Linked DNA regions of Mus musculus: region 1 is linked to region 2. Evidence: chromatin contacts called from public promoter capture Hi-C data. All regions are on one chromosome and are shown on one strand. Each heading gives the region's core, a stretch centred on a gene start, on an enhancer-like site or on the middle of the called end of the contact. The rest is flanking DNA. Distances are from core to core; before and after follow the strand shown.

Region 1 (3,223 bases), core at 71-2,570, 630 kb after region 2:
GTGAGATAGAAAGGGAATGTGAAGAGACCACAGAATTCCTCATACCACACACAATTTTAAACATCTATTAGCTTTTCATCCGTTGAGAGTTAACAGATTTAAGCGCAATATTCTAGATTTGGTTGGCAGATGGTGTACACAGATTTTGAGTACGCTCGAATCTCATTTGAAACTAGCAAGATTACATAGAACCATGATGGTAACTTAACATTCACAGAGAATTTAAAATTTATCCCTAACTCTTGAGTTAAATGTGGAGCACTAGTAACATTTAAAAAGGCTTTGTTCATAGATCTTCTGGATTTCATAGATCTAAGTCTCGGGATGTAATACTGGTCTAAAATGCCTACAGGGCAGAGTCAATATCTTTCCATGGAAATCTGGCTCACACAAGAGGAGAAAAGAGGCCAAAGGGAAGAAAGGCTAAACCAGGGGAGATCGCAGGTACTGATGTCTGACTCTGAATGGGACTTCTCCTTTTACCGAGCTGTCTCACTTCCTTCTATGGTGTGGACCTTTAATCTCGCTGGTTGTCAGCCTTGTAGGGTCAAGTTAATCACTGTTGACATCACCCTACTACTTCCCTTTTCAAATTCCACTGAAGCTATGTGTTTCCTGTCGTATTTGACACCGCAGAGAATGAATACCGGGCTGGCTTCTATCTAAATTTAGACTGGCAGGAACGTGGCGACTCTTAGTAAGTCGAGATAAACAAAACTAGGTGACGTTTCCAACACTCTCAAAGAAGACGAGGGGGTGAAAAAAAAAAAAAAAGCCCCAAAGCCCTGTTACTAAAAGGGAGAGCGGGGTGCATTTGAAGAGGCCTGTGTGTAGGCTCAGAAAGAGACTGGCTGGAGCCGTTTTCTTTAAGGCAGGAGGAGGGCCGTGGGGTCGGCGCCAAATTGAGCGAGGCGAAGCCCCGGAGCCCAGGCACCTCCAGTTCGGGGTGAAAACTACGCACAGGCAGCAGCTGCCTCACCTCTTTGTCAAGCCCACGGCGTCAGCCTCTGACACGAGGGCGGGCGTCCTCGCCTCCGGGGTGAAAGAGGGGCGCAGCGGGCCGCCCCTCCCCCCCGCCCCCCTACGACACGCGGGGCCCTGCCTCGGGCGACCTGTTGGCAGGGCGCGTCACGTGACGCGGCGGGCCGCGCCGTCCCCCGCGGGCGGGCCTCCTGTTGCGCCCGCCGGGCGGGTTCCACCACGTAGCGCGCGGGCGCCGCCCCGCTCTTCCCTCGCCGGAGCGAGGGAGGGGGGCGCGCCGGAGAGGAAAGGGAAGGGAGAAGGGGCGGGAGGAAGCGAGCAGGGGGCGGAACCCGAGTCACGTGACCTAGGGGCAGCCCGGAAAGCTCCGAGGAGGAGCCTGGCGCCGCCATTTTCCTGCAGCTGCCTGGCCCTCTTACCCGGTCGGGCTCCAGCTGACCAGGGAAGGGGTGGGCCGAGGCTGAGGCGCGGGACCCGGGAGTGGCCCCGACTTGGTGTGGGAGCCCGCCGGGGGAACACGCGAGCCGGGGCTCTCGGAGCGGGTGGCGGCGCGCGGCCCTGAGCCCCGCCCCAGGCCGGCAGGCGGGCGGGGAGCCGGTGGGGGTAGGGGGTGCGGTGGGGGGTGGGGACCCTCGGGCGCTTGGGGGTCCCAGGCCCCGCCGGCTGCGGAGCGGAAGGGGTGGCGGACGAGCCGCAGAGATGTCTGGCCAGAGCCTGACGGACCGAATCACCGCGGCCCAGCACAGTGTCACTGGCTCCGCGGTATCTAAGACAGTATGCAAGGCCACGACCCACGAGATCATGGGCCCCAAGAAAAAGCACCTGGACTGTGAGTGAAGACCCCCCGCATCCTCTCCCGACCCCTCTCCATCGTCCTCCTCTCTCTCTTGGGCTGCCTCTTCCCTCCCTGCGTCTTATCTGCACGATGGCTCCTGTGCCTGGTCGAGCTGTGTGTTCTTTTCTGCTCCCATCACACCTGCCTTTAACGGCCTCTGCTCTTCTCTCAAAAGAGAGAAAAAAAATGTGACAATCCATTGCGCCCCCAGAGATCCCCTGAGACCCTCGCCTCCTAGCCCCCGGCACCACCAAGCCCATCGCGCTCCACCAACTTGCCTCCCACCCAGCTCCTCACTCAGACTCCTCTCCCAGCTACTGCAGCCCCTTTTGCCCTTCCATCCCACCCGTCCCGTACCTCCTAGCAGCCGTCCGCTCAGTGATTCCCCGGCTAATGTCTCCAGGACTCAGGCTCACCGCCCCATTGTTCCATTAGCTTTTTAAAATTCCCTTTCCTTTCTTTTTTTTTTTTTTTTTTTTTTTCGTATTTCCGTACTAACTCTGCTTGGTGGGACCAGATTTCTGTCACTTCTCAGCTCTTGAAGTGTTTTTCCCCTCCTCCCATTTCTTTGTGGTTTCCTTTTCTACCTTTCTATCTACCTTTTCGGTCATCTTTGCCATTCTAGCTTCCGTTAAGTTCCTTTGACTTCTTGTCACCTCCTTCTTTCAATACTATGCCCAGTTACTCGGCTTTTATTCCATTTACGCTTGTGGGGAGTAGAAACAAAGGGATTCAGTGTGGTGTGGGGAAGGCTTTGTGGGAAGTTACTATTTTTATTTGCCATCATTATATTGTCTGAGTTTTGAAGTTGTGTGTTGTGCATGTTCTACCCCCCCCCCCCTTTTGTAATCCATATGAGGATATGGATAAGGGCTTTGCTGGTTTTGGTATCAGTTCCTGGAACTGTTAACATTGGTGGTTTGAATTTAGAAGCTTGAGTGTGATGTGTAGCGGTTCGAAATGGATCAATATATTTAAGTACAAATAATCAGGTTTGGAAACGTTTTAATTTATGCTAGCTGTATTTTGGATAACTATCTTGCTTAAGCGGCATAATGTAACTCCAGCATAAACTTAGGTACAGTTAATAGAGCGGACTCCTCCCAGTTGCTTTCTAACCTAGGAGCCACCTGTAAAACCACCTCCTTTTTCTTGTTGCTCCTTTGCCCTAGGGTACAAAGCTCAGTGGATCACTCAGTCCTTGAGTCAGTGGAATGTTTCAGGAAAAAATAGGGATATAGCAAGGATAGTAAATTCTCTTTTTAAATGACTCCCGGACACATTAGCCAAACTGACTTTCATCATACATGAAAGTTGCTTTGCCCTGTGAAGCAAGAGCGAGCTTGTCCTGAAAGGGAATTCGCTGTAAGGAATCTTGTTTCTCACTTGGACTTTGGCTGTGAGGTT
Region 2 (3,436 bases), core at 817-3,316:
CCTCTTCTCCTGGGTGTTCTGGCTTTCCTTTGAAATCTTTAACCTCTCTTATCCAAGCCTCCTGTTCTCAATGCTTGATGGGAAGTAATGAGGATTTGCTTGGCTCCTTTGAAAGGAGTGGGTTTTGAAGCACGAGGTAGTTGTTAGTAGCAGTAGGATTTTGCTTTGCAGCCTGTTTATGAACACATGTCTTTTCCACTTCCGTGAACTCTGCTTGGGCAAACCATGGTCTCATTTATCCTCGTATTTCTAATCAGCCATTGGAACACAGAGTTTCTGGGACTGGAAGCTTTAAAATGGGATAGAAATTGCTATGATCGCTCCTCTTTACCTTTACAGATTAGGGCATAGGTCCTGGGCAAGAGAGGCACACATAGCTCACCTGTCTCAGTCCAGTTTCCATTTTCCCCACTGTGTGTGGGTCAGAGGTGCCTGGAATAATGGAAGCACACTGACAGCACATTCAAGTCCTATCTTTACTACTAAATAGGCTGTATAGCACTATTAATTAATTTCTGTTAATTTCTCAGCTCCTCAGTCTGCTCATCTATAAGACAGAATTAAGGATGTTTATTTTTTCCATATTTTTTATGATTGGAAATATTAAAGTAAGAAAAATAAGAGCTAAATGAATCATATGTATACTATTACCCACACCACCTCATGTTTGTGACTGGTTGCTTAGATGCAGACTCCTAGTTTTTAGAAGCCTGACAGGATCTCCCCTACCCTGGCCCCTGCCTGAGCCTGGGCAGATCCAGAGTCAGGCACTTAATTGCTAGAGGCAGAAGACGTCAGCAATCTGTGGCTCTTGGTCGTTGTGATCGAGAACAGATCTTATAGCTATGCTCTCGCGATCCCTTGTTAACAAGACATCCAGCCATGGCAATGACCCAGTTTCCATCACATCCCCAGTGTGTTGAAACTGAGTAGCAGAAGGAACCATGGATTCCACCTATTCCCTCCTTGATAACATTGCAGAAATTCTCTGTACTAAGTTCCAAATATCTTACAAACTGTTTCCACCGAGAGGAACCATGCAGGCCATGCCCCTTCGTTCCCTATAGCCGCTGGTCACTCTGTTTGTGGCCAGTGCTGATTGTAACTGAGTCTTTCTTTCATTGAAGACAAACAGGTGTCCCTTAGGGTCCGTGCATTGATCCTGGCTCTCCTTTCCACAGTCATGTAGAACACAAGATCCCTTATCTTACTGGACTGTGCACATCTCTAAAGATGAGGTCATTTTTCATATGTTATCTCATTGGAAGTGGTTATGTGACGTTCACAAGGGCATGCACCATTTCAGTTTTACCTAAATGAGTGCCTTGCACACAGCACGTTCTATAAATACAAAGAAGTAAGTATCCTCCTACCATGTACTGTTACCCCACTGATTGCTTTATACTCACTCTACTCTTAAATGTTGAGTGTATGTGCTTACCAGCGTGTATGTATATGCGCCATGTCCATATAGATGCCCACAGAGGACAGGAAGAGGGTGTTGAATCCCAAGGAATTGGAGTGACCGGTGATTGTGAGCCATTGAGAACTGGCCAATGTGAGTATTAGGAGTTGGACCAATGTCCTTGTCAAGAGCAGCAGGTGTCCCTAATCATCTCTCCATCCCCAGTACTCCAACCTTGCTGGGAGAAGTCTCTAATCCAATTCTGCAGACCCTGTGTTGCTGGAGAGGAAATAGCATCAGCTTGTGTGATCGACTGTCCTCTTACAATTTAGATTTTAACAAAAGTAAGATTTTTCTTGAAAAATCTTTTAATAAAACCATTTTAAATTCTGAGAACTTCTTGGTACTCTTTAATGAGCCAATAAGGCTTTAAATTAGTAATGTTTGCTGCACTGAGCTTCCTGGTACAGATGTCTGGGATCTAACATCCAGCAGAGAGTCAGGCATTGACACTCACAGATCAGGCCTCTCCTTCATTTTCTACAGGATCTCAAAGGCTTTCCAAGGCATTTGGATGAAGCTCAAATGGTTGGGCGTGAACAAGTCACAGTTCCAACTATCCAGATGGAGCCAAGAAGTCTGGGACCAACTGCGGGGGAGCCCCCAGAGTGCTAACTTGTTTATTATGGATGAGAGTATGGGACTCGCGCCCAGCTGCATTCAGCATATATAATTGGCATTTTCAAAGTGCAACACAGCCTTTAAGTCATCCATGCACCCCTAGATTACCTGGCATCACGCCAATGTTGACAGAGAAAGTGAACGCCAGGCAAGTGGAAAACAGCGCTGAAGCAAAGCCACAATGGAAACTTCTAGGAAGGATTTCACCGCGGTCAGTAGAATGCATCGATCGTCACAAAGTGCCTGGACTACTTTGCACATTGCTTACCTTCAAGGGAAAAGGGAGAGGCTGTGTTTGGATGTCCCCTTTGTAAATGGGAGAAGATGTGGAAAAGACAAAGTTAAATCAAATACTTAGTAGAGCCACCAGAAAGTCCCTTTTGGGTTCGGAGAATTGGAGGAGAGCAGCATAGTTATAAGTCAAGGAAACCACTAGGGGGCAACCCAAGAATGGGGGAAAAGCAGCGGCGGCCGAGAAAAGTTGCTTTCTATACTATTCGAGGAAAGCTGAGATCACGCAGTAAGCAGAACAAGGTGATATTTCAACATGTTGATTTTTACCCAAGGTTACTCTTGACTTGGGAATTCCTCCTAACTGGTCAGAAACACTAAGCAACAACTCTCTAAACAGAATTGTGCTATCAGGAGAAACTGCAGCGCTAGAGTAGTGCACCTGACGGTTTTAAATTCCTTCTCCAGGGCAGTGGGAAACTTTGAAATGCTCGCAAATGGGAAGGACATTTAATTAATGGTAGATATAAAGTGACAGAGAGTAAAGAAAATCTGAGCACGCTTAGCGAGTGTTTATTACCCAACGCTGGCTGTTTGGTAAACAATAAACTGAAAGGAATTACACGTGTTAATGCCCAGGTTTATAGATTCAAGTGTGATCACAATGTTTTAGCCTTTTCCACAACTCTCATGAAAAATTAGATTTTTCGATTTAAATTCCCCTTTCTCCCAGTAAGTCTTGATGGCATTTTTCTATATTTAAGAACTCCAAAAGAACAGAGCAGGGGCGTTAGAGACTTTATGGAACAGAAGAACAGTCACAATTGAGGTGATCAGTACAGAATGATTCTTCCTGGTACTCTGCTGTAGCTGGCCGACAAACATCTTTGCTACAGTGGGAAAGCAAGATGAGATATTTTGTGGAGTTTCCTATCTTTGCGTTGGACTGCCCTGGCAATTATCTGGGAGTAGTAAAGCATGCCATTTTAAAAGGAAAATGTTCTGTGTCCCAGAATGGCTTATCCACAGAGGACATTAGTCACGCTTGGGTCACACTGCTTTGCCAAACATGGCATTTTTTCCCATCGGGGAACTGGATATAGAACTGGTATTAATAAA

Evidence for each region. Promoter capture Hi-C pulls out the DNA fragments that hold promoters and counts their contacts.
Region 1: a promoter capture Hi-C map of pre-B cells shows a contact between it and region 2, with 2.1 times the contacts expected there. The contact joins the promoter of Picalm here to the enhancer-like site in region 2. A contact is called at or near these places in 3 of 39 promoter capture datasets (the 3T3-L1 cell line, hippocampal neurons and pre-B cells), 1 of 484 Hi-C or Micro-C datasets (gonadal supporting cells), 1 of 115 datasets of contacts at active chromatin or transcription factors (large pre-B cells) and 1 of 9 other capture datasets (adipose tissue).

Annotation. Positions count from the first base shown.
Region 1 is chr7:90,128,893-90,132,115 of GRCm38.p6, forward strand. Picalm (phosphatidylinositol binding clathrin assembly protein) reads left to right here and starts at 1,321. Exons shown (of 20, transcript NM_001360867.1): 1 at 1,321-1,810. The coding sequence starts at 1,681. 2310010J17Rik (RIKEN cDNA 2310010J17 gene) reads right to left here and starts at 1,044. Exons shown (of 3, transcript NR_046007.1): 1 at 980-1,044.
Region 2 is chr7:89,497,610-89,501,045 of GRCm38.p6, forward strand. No RefSeq gene overlaps it. Among named protein-coding and RNA genes, the nearest start is that of Prss23, 18 kb to the right of the region's middle. Within about 2 kb of position 2,067, at least 51 of the 459 cell types and tissues checked have an H3K27ac peak or open chromatin away from gene starts, as enhancers often do. A contact at or near this core is called in adipose tissue, where this site is marked.